2 separate regions of the Mus musculus genome follow, and region 2 is linked to region 1. The links are chromatin contacts, called in public promoter capture Hi-C maps. All regions are on one chromosome and are shown on one strand. Each heading gives the region's core, a stretch centred on a gene start, on an enhancer-like site or on the middle of the called end of the contact. The rest is flanking DNA. Distances are from core to core; before and after follow the strand shown.

Region 1 (4,681 bases), core at 1,704-4,203:
CCCAGCAACCACATGGTGGCTCACAACCATCCGTAACGAGATCTGACTCCCTCTTCTGGAGTGTCTGAAGACAGCTACAGTGTACTTACATATAATCAATAAATAAATCTTAAAAAAAAAAAAAAAAAAGAAATGGCTAGGGTTTTGGCTCAGTGAGTGGGCATGTACTTAGCATGTACAAGGTTCTAGGACCAATACTCAGCAGCAAAAATAAGTAAATAAGTAAAAATTTCCAACACTAAAACTCCGTATTTAGATAAAGATAACATTGAGGGGCTGGAGAGATGGCTCAGCGGTTAAGAGCACTGACTGCTCTTCCAAAGGTCTTGAGCTCAAATCCCAGCAACCACATGATGTCTCACAACCATCCATAACGAGATCTGACTCTCTCTTCTCGAGTGTCTGAAGACAGCTACAGTGTACTTACATATAATGAATAAATAAATCTTTAAAAAAAAATTGAATGACAACTGTTAGGGTTTGAGTGTGAACTTTCCTATAGGCGCATCTGCTTGAACATTTGCTCCCTACTTGGTGCACTGTTTTGGGAGATTGTAGATCCTTTAGGGGGGGGACACTGCTGGAAGAAGTTGTTAAGGGGGGGCCTTACTAGTTAGAGCTCTGCCTGCTTTCTGCCTGGGCTCTCTCCTTCCTGATCCTCTGAATGCAGCAAGCAGCTGTGCGCTCAGTCCCATCGCATGGACCAGGATGGACTGGACCTTTTCCGACTGTGAGCCCAACCACATCCTCCTCTGAGTTGCTTCTTGTTAGGTTTCTGTGTCAGGACCATGGGAATGTAGCCAGCACAGCAGCCGCTGCTTGATTATACTGCACATCAACACCAGTGAGCCCATGGCCTTCTCTTTCAGAACAGCAGCTCCAGTTGGGAGCTGAGATGCTGAAGCCTTTGCTGGTTTCCCAGTCTGAGGCTTTTCTTGATAGGGAGGGCAGCCAGCCTGGCTGGGTTCTGAAATGGAGTTATATGTGACAACTGCTTTGGAATCTTGGAGGTGCTTTGGTACTGGATAGGGAGTGGGTGGGCTGTGATTTTTCTTTTCTTTTTTTTTTTTTTTAAATAATTTATAGTTGAAACTGATTTTCAACTGCTCGAGGTGATAGAAAGTCCTGAACTTTTTCTGAAAGTAAGGACGGTTTCTGAGATGGGAAGATTTTAAAAAATAGGGTAAGTGGTTTAAAATTAGTTTTTTAAAAAAAACACAGTGATTAAGTCCCTTGTTACTTTGGCCTTTTAATTTATTTATTTATATTAAAATTTAAGATTTCTTAGTCCTTAGTAAAATACTTGTTCTTCTGGTGAGTTGATTAAACTGCCCCAGTTCAGCAGCAGCTGTCTGCCCATGTGTGATTCCTTTGTGAGCCACACAGATATCTTGTGTGGGAAATAGTTTGTAAGTGGTTTGTCTGTTACTGGAGTCGGCTGTATGTGTCCTCTGGCATCAGCTCCTGTGTCACGGAGTGCTCTAGCAGCTTTGCTTAACTGCTCAGTGATCCCATACAGAGGAGACTCCCCGCACTGTGTCACACTCTGATGTGAGTGCCAGGTGTAGTGGCGCACACCTTTTGTCCCAGATCCTGGGAGACAGGCAGATAGAGCTCTGTGAATTCAAGGCTAGCCTTGTCTACATAGTGAGTTCCAAAATAGCCAGAGCTACATGGTGAGACCCTGTCTCCAGGAATAAAAGAAAAACGTTGTTTGTCGAGTCCTGTCAGAAATGGTTTACTGTTAACTGATGAAAACTAAGCATCTAACCCCCTTTCCTTTGTTGGTAACTAAATATTTAGTTACCAATTCTTTTTATTAGTAAAATATCCTTAAAATTGTGTGTCTTGACATTTTCGTGTGTTTTTATTCCTTTCTACTTGTTATTTATTTTTAAAAAGGACTCTATTTTAAGATTAAGTGTAGCTGGGTGTGGTGGCGCACACCTTTGATCCCAGCACTCAGGAGGCAGAGGCAGGCGGATTTCTGAGTTCGAGGCCAGCCTGGTCTACAGAGTGAGTTCCAGGACAGTCAGGGCTACACAGAGAAATCCTGTCTCGAAAAACCAAAGGGAAAAAAAAAAGATTAAGTGTGTGTATGGGGGTGGACGGCGTGCATGTATGTATGTGTGTGTGACACAGCTGCCTCTGCAGGCCAGAGAGAGGCCTTGGAGCCCTGGAGCTTTTGAGCTGTGCCACTGGGGATGAGAGTGTCTTCAGCACTTCTGAAAAGCGCTGTGAGCATTCATTAGACCTCCAGCAGCAAGGTCTTTGGCCGTGGTGACAGGGAAAGGGCGTGGCTTTGCTTATACCCTCTTCCACCTTAGCTCGTCATAGGAAGATTGAAGACGATTCTGACTTACACTGCGGTCATTGGCATGATTATATAGATCATTGCTGCAGCATAGTATTTAACTACATTTGTACATAACTCTGTTTGTACTTTGGAGGCTGTTCACTCACTCAGAGGTTTATCCACAAATAAAAATAGTTGGCCAAAATGAAAAGAAACTTCTAGTGTAACATGCCCATTTGAGGTTGAGATAGTATTTTGCTAGATGTGCTGTTGATTAGAGATGAGAAAAATCAGTTTTAAAAAAAATATTAATTTTATGTATAGTGAATGTTTTGCCTGCAAGTATGTTTGTGTATTACACGCATGTAGTGCTTTTGGAGACCAGAAGAGAGTGTTGGGTTCCCTGGAGCTGGAATTCAGATGGTTGTGAGCTGCTATGTGGGTGTTAGGAATCAACCCTGGTTCTCTACAAGAGTGGCAAGTGCTCTTAACAACTTAGCCTTCGTCCAGCCACAAATTACTTTACAAGCAAGTAGACAAACCAACCACTGTATATATTTATGTATTATTGAAGGTTTACTGTCCTGAGCGTGACAGCCCCTGTGCTTTACAAGAAGCTTGGCGAGCCTCCTCGTGGAAATGCAAGGTCCAGAGTCCATTTTCACCTGGGCAGGGCTTGGTGTATGGGCCTGCACTCTGCTTTCTTAGCTGCTACATGACATGAGGACAGCAGCGCATAAGTACAGGAGCGGCTGGAGAGATGGCTCGGTGACTCTAGGTGTCTTCTCTTACTGCTCTCTAGCACAGTTTTTAAGGCAGGATCTCACCGATTTTGAAGCTCACTGACTGGGTTAGACTAGCTGGTCAGCAAGCCCAGGGGTCCACAACTTTGTAAGGTTGGTTCTGTCCTTCCAACTTTAGGTTAGTTCTGGGGATCAAAATCAACTTACCAGGCTTGCTTGCATATGTCATTAGGCTTCTGGGCTATCTCACTAGTTTCTCCTCAGACTTCTTGGTTTTTTTCTCAGACCAGAGAGAGATCTCAAAGGAGGCTGGGGGCAGGGTTCATATATTTCATTCCGGCCTTGAGCTTTTACTTCCATTTCCTAAGTGCTAGGATTATATATTTACACCTCCCTCATACTGTCAGTTTATGTGGTACTAGGAGTTGGATCCAGGGTTTTCTCTAAACCTAGACAACCACTCTAGTCCAACTGAGCTATATAATACAACCCCTTCTTTTTTGTTTTTGTTTTTGGAGACAGGGTTTCTCTGTGTAGCCCTGGCTGTCCTGGAACTCACTCTATAGACCAGGCTGGCCTCGAACTCAGAAATCCGCCTGCCTCTGCCTCCCAAGTGCTGGGATTAAAGGCATGCGCCACCACCTCCGGCACAACCCCTTCTTTTTGAGACCATGTTTCATGTACTCCATGATGACTTTGAACTAGGGATCTTCTTGGCTTTAGTTTTCTCTCTGGGATTATAGATGCCTTCCACCATGGCTGACTTTCTAAAAGGTATCTTATTCCCAGCATGCATGTGGCTCTGGGCTCAATTTCCAGAGGAAAAGCAAAGCAGTTTAGGAGAGTGATAAAGCCTTTTCTGTCTCTGCCAACATCTCCAGGTATGGGTCTAGTCCCAGAACTCTGTAAAGGTGTTGTTTGTGGAGAAATATGGTGGGAGATGGCGGTATTAATAGATTGAACTAAAAATGAGAATAGGTTGCCTCAGTTAGGTTCATACAAATACAGAGAGAGCTAGAGGTAACTGAAAGACTTTGGGTTTGAGTTTCAGTGGGGACACTGAGGAATACTGGTATTTGGATAAGAGACTTACTAAAGGAGCTATTAGCTCCATAGATCTTTAGATGGCACCATGGTGGGTTCTGAGGAGAGATCAGGTCTACATGGCAATGAGGACTCTTTCTCTCCTGTACCACGTGATTGGTCCATGCTATACACTGGCAGTCAGGCTTCTCTGACTTCAGATTGGCAGGGGAGAAAGCCTTTTAGCCTGGGGTCTGAGTGTAGACTTATCTGTAAGGGTGGGGAGAGCAAGAGTCTGGAGAACAAGGTACTCCTGCCTTACTACAACATGGCTCCGGAGAGAATACAGACTCCCCATTCTAGTCAAGCCTGAAAAAGGAAACACAGAAGCCCCCCCCTCGTTCCTTTTCCTTCTGGGAGTCAAGAGTCAGGATTATTTGTAATTCAAATACCTAGTGGATCCTTAATTGTGTGTGTGTGTGTGTGTGTGTGTGTGTGTATATATACAGATATATATATCTGTCTGTCTGTCTGTGTATGTATATATATGAGACAGGGTTTCTCTGTGTAGCCCTGGCTGTCCTGGAACTCATTCAGTAGACCAGGCTGGCCTAGAACT
Region 2 (4,462 bases), core at 882-3,381, 180 kb after region 1:
CTCTCATATCATACAAAAGTCATCCAGTGCACATAAAAATTCCTGTGTAAGACCTGGAGCTGAGAAGGACTCCAGTAGCTCAATAAATAATCAAAACTGACAACTAGTGTTCCATGGGATAAGATTCTTTTGCACAGCAAAGGAAGCAGTCTTAACAGTGGGAGCAGAGAACCTCTGCTTAGTCTACGTTTTACAGGGAATTACTATGGAGACAAACATCGTGTGCTTTTTTTTTAATGAAAGCTAGAGGTGCAGAGTGTGGGAGAGAGCGATGAGTAGGGGGAGGGACGGGGTAAGGAATGCCAGAGCATAATGGGAATAAAGGAGACAAGTGCCACCCACCCACTCATTCTATCATATGTAAAATCTAAAGTTTTCCAAATGTATAAAGGACACAAACGTAGCGGGCAGGAAGGACCTAAAGGGAGGGTACACATTGGACTCTAGCTTTGACTAATGTAAATCTGTTTATAGGTCAAAGCAAAAGAGGGAGCATGTGGGAGAAGGAAGGGTCCAGCAGGAGAACAGAGAAAGGTAGAGAGGGCTAACCTAGGTAGAGACCAGTGATAGACCCTGGAGCCAGGGGCAGGTAGATCTTCAAGGCCGGTCTGGTCTATAGAATGAGTTCCAGGACAGACAAGGCTACACAGAAATCCTGCCTTAAAACCATTTCCCCAAAAGAAAGAAATTTCAGCTCAGAGATCTTGGTAAACAAAACCAGTTAAACCTACTATGTAGTCAGCCAAAACACTAGAGTCTTTGGTTGAGCTGCAATAAATATCTTAGCCACGTCTCAGTTCTATGTCTTTTTTATGGTCCTGATTTGTTTCAGCTAGTACTTCATAACCGTTTAACCGACTGCTTCATCTTTCAGTTAAGAGCCCTAGGAAGGATTCTCTCCTTAGAGCCCAGCATGCCTGCCTTCTAGTCTCATGCTAGCACTTTATTTTGTGTCTATCCATAAGGTATTCTCTTCCTGGGCTTTGTTTTGCATCTGTCATGTGAAAGTGGGCATTGTGAACTCTGAAAGTGGTGTTTTGTAACTTCTTGGTAATTATAGGCATTGTTGCATAGCTTCATTGACAAGGTGCTCCATACTTTGATCTCATGGAAGATCTTTGTATAGCTTTGGGGATGAGCTACATCAGCATTTCCTTGGTTACTATCCTGTCTGAAAAGCCTTCAACAACATAGCACAAAGCCCAGATCTTCTTATTTCAGTAACTTTTGCCAGAAAACATAAACATCTTCAGATATTGAAAAAAAATATTTAAAAGCCTGTAAATTCAGAGCTGGGTTCCATATATGAACCTGACTAGGAAGTATATCTTTGGTTCATAGTGTGAGGCATTTAGGTCAGGCTTGTCGTTGGTCTCCAGGGAAGCCTGCTTGTGACCCTAAAGTGTCAAGAAGGAGATAATATAAAAAGCAGACTCATGCCAGTGATGCCCCATGTCAGAAATATATGTAAGAAGTTTTAGGAGGGATGTACCCTAGTGCAAGATTGTGGAAGATGGCTGCGGGTAAACTGTCTGTGAATGTTGAGCTTTGCTCTTAGAAATGACAGGACATTGAAAGAACAATTCACCACCAACCAAGATAAAAGAAACAGCAAGTGCCGCAGCCACCACAGTCCAGTGCCAGTGTGAGCAAGTGTGGGGAGAAGCAGTGTCCGTGCCAGTGTGAGCAAGTGTGGGGAGAAGCAGTGTCCGTGCCAGTGTGAGCAAGTGTGGGAAGAAGCAGTGTCCAGTGCCAGTGTGAGCAAGTGTGGGGAGAAGCAGTGTCCAGTGCCAGTGTGAGCAAGTGTGGAGAGAAGCAGTGTCCAGTGCCAGTGTGAGCAAGTGTGGAGAGAAGCAGTGTCCAGTGCCAGTGTGAGCAAGTGTGGAGAGAAGCAGTGTCCAGTGCCAGTGTGAGCAAGTGTGGAGAGAAGCAGTGTCCAGTGCCAGTGTGAGCAAGTGTGGGGAGAAGCAGTGTCCAGTGCCAGTGTGAGCAAGTGTGGAGAGAAGCAGTGTCCAGTGCCAGTGTGAGCAAGTGTGGGGAGAAGCAGTGCTGAGCTGTCCAGGGCGCAGCTCTCTGGAGAGCCAGCCCCACTTGGAGCTGTTGTTTTGTTTTTCAAAATGCAGATGAGCTGGAAGAAAGAGGAAGTAGGTAGCCTGCTTGCCTTCTCCCTCAGGGGAGCTGTCACAAGCTGCCTGTCTTAGCCAACAACAAAATGTCAGAAAAACACACACAGGGGACGATCTGCCAGTCACCTGTTTACCTCTTGAGGAGGAACAAGCCAGGATCCCTCCTGGGGTCAGAAGAAGACACTTGGGTTGCATGCCATCATTGTCACCCAGGGCAGCTAATGAGACCCAAACAATAATTTTGAAAATAAGATTTTCTTGAGTTGGAGTAACTTTTTATGTAATAGTAACTTTTTCCTGTGTGTAGCTATTAAGTTCTTTCCCGTCGTAACGAGTTAGCCTCTTGTATGTGAAAGAGTTTCTTTGATGCCCGGCTCCATTTCAGCAGCTCTGCGCTGTCTAAGCGCAGCAGCAGGTCTAAGGAAATGCTCTTCCGCCCCGTCGCCCTGTTTTCATGTGTTGGGACAAAGGGAAACTATTTCAGATAAATCTGCTTATGTGTTCTCTCTCTGAACTTAGGAAATTTTACATTTTTGAGAGAGCCTCTGAACTTTGGGTGTCCTACCTCCTTGAATTCGAGGGTTGCCTGGCACATGTGGTCCTCAGGATCAAACCCAGGGCTTCATGCATGTTGGGCAAGCACTCTTATAACTGAGTCTCACCTTCAGCCCTGTGACTGAGGTGTGCTGTATTTCTGCAGAAAATGTGTAGATTCCTCAGCTTAGAACTCATGTTGTCTCACAGGATGAACAGGGCTCTGCACATGGTACCGAGCACCATGTCCTGCTCTAAGAATCTGTAAGAACTCATGTTCTTGGAAAAGATTTTCGTTTTTTGACTCCATTCCATTTCTGAGAAACAGTTGGTCCTGTCCTTTTTTCCAATCTTTTATGTTTTGAGGGAATTTTGTGATGTTTCTTTAAGTTATAACTGAGTGGTGTAAAGATCATTTAGTTTGCAGGCGGGAGTAACCTGCGTACCTGCTATTTCATAATGATAAACAGTGCTTTGTGGGAGGCGAACGCTGGATGGGTAGACAGGCTTGTTCTGCAGGGTTTTACCAGGGCCTCTCTTGGCTGCTCTGTGGGCAGGGTGACTGAGTACTTTGGTCCTCAGTATTGCTGTAGTGAGATGGACTTGTTACATGGCTTTAGAAATCTTTCAAAATGAGTTTTAATAGATTTAGGTTTATAGATAGTGTTGTGCGAGAATGAATCAGGGCACTTGAAATGTTTTGTTTGTTTGTTTGGTTGGTTGGTTGGTTGGTTGGTTAGTTGTTTTTTTGTTTTGTTTTGTTTTTCCAAGTATGCTGAGGTGTTTATAGTGGATGGTCTTTAGGCATTTGGGGGGAGGGGCATATGCATGCACGTTCACTTAACTGAGGGGGGGTTAGTGTCAGCCAACCATTATGGTTCATGCTAGGTTAGTGCTCTGCTGCTGAGGTTATTTCCCCCCCCCCCCCCCATCCTTGATCTGAACCTTGTTGCTGTTTTTATTGTTTCAGTTCATTCTTGGAGACCTGGCTGGGCTCATATTAATTACCTTAGAGGATGCTGTAATTTAATCACTTGGAGATTTGGGGGTTCTTTTTGCATGAAGTATGGCATTCCTTGTGTGCTGTATTAGTGCTGTCTCCATTGTGGCCATACCTATGTGGCTAGCTTGCTTGTTTGGTCTTTTTGTCAAGTGCGTTTTCAAAAAGACATGTGTTTAGTTGCTTCTCCTAAGCACTGCTGCTGTTTCTGCGCTTAATTTCAGGTGCAGTTATTTGTACCTGTTTTCCTCGTTCTTGTTCTTTGTTGAAAACATGGTTATTTAAAAACCTGACTTACTTAAAAAATAGAAAAGACAAAAGAAAACTTGCTGTTGTCTCCTGAGGACGGACGCTTCTGGCTTGGCTTGTGGAGTTCCCTGGTGTTGGCTGTCTGGAATCCCCTTTCTAAGGCCCCACTTCCCTGCACACTAGCTTGGTGTGCTCGGAGAAGCTGCAGAGTCTGTTGGCTGGTCTTTATTTACGGAAACAGCAGGGTTGAGATTGATTGCGTTGTGGAGAGACAGTGTGTGGATGAGGGAGGGTCACAGCACATGCTCAGTCCTGTCAGAGTGAGGGAAGTTTCAGCGTTCTGCGTGAAGGCTTAGGTCATAGCACAAGCTCAGTGAGAGAGAGCTCTGTGAGGTCTCAGCCTGCATGGGCCTCCATTTTGAGTACTTAGAGTAGAAAAGGGCAGAGTTTTAGCAGTAAGTAGAGGTGCAGGGATCCAGCTAGACTCACGAGAGCCCGTGTTAGTCATGGATGATCCATTCAGCCCCTGCAGGTAGGCGATCTTCCCCTGGCC

What was found. Capture Hi-C pulls out chosen DNA fragments and counts their contacts.
Region 2: a contact with region 1 is called in a promoter capture Hi-C map of liver. The contact joins two enhancer-like sites. A contact is called at or near these places in 12 of 115 datasets of contacts at active chromatin or transcription factors (bone marrow-derived macrophages, cardiomyocytes, craniofacial prominence and 8 more) and 4 of 9 other capture datasets (adipose tissue, embryonic stem cells, liver and 1 more).

Annotation. Positions count from the first base shown.
Region 1 is chr4:150,299,973-150,304,653 of GRCm38.p6, forward strand. All of the region lies in intron 1 of Rere (arginine glutamic acid dipeptide (RE) repeats), which reads left to right. Among named protein-coding and RNA genes, the nearest start is that of Rere, 20 kb to the left of the region's middle. Within about 2 kb of position 2,954, at least 14 of the 459 cell types and tissues checked have an H3K27ac peak or open chromatin away from gene starts, as enhancers often do. A contact at or near this core is called in liver, where this site is marked.
Region 2 is chr4:150,484,135-150,488,596 of GRCm38.p6, forward strand. The region is part of intron 7 of Rere (arginine glutamic acid dipeptide (RE) repeats); the gene reads left to right. Among named protein-coding and RNA genes, the nearest start is that of Gm52709, 19 kb to the left of the region's middle. Within about 2 kb of position 2,132, at least 103 of the 459 cell types and tissues checked have an H3K27ac peak or open chromatin away from gene starts, as enhancers often do. A contact at or near this core is called in liver, where this site is marked.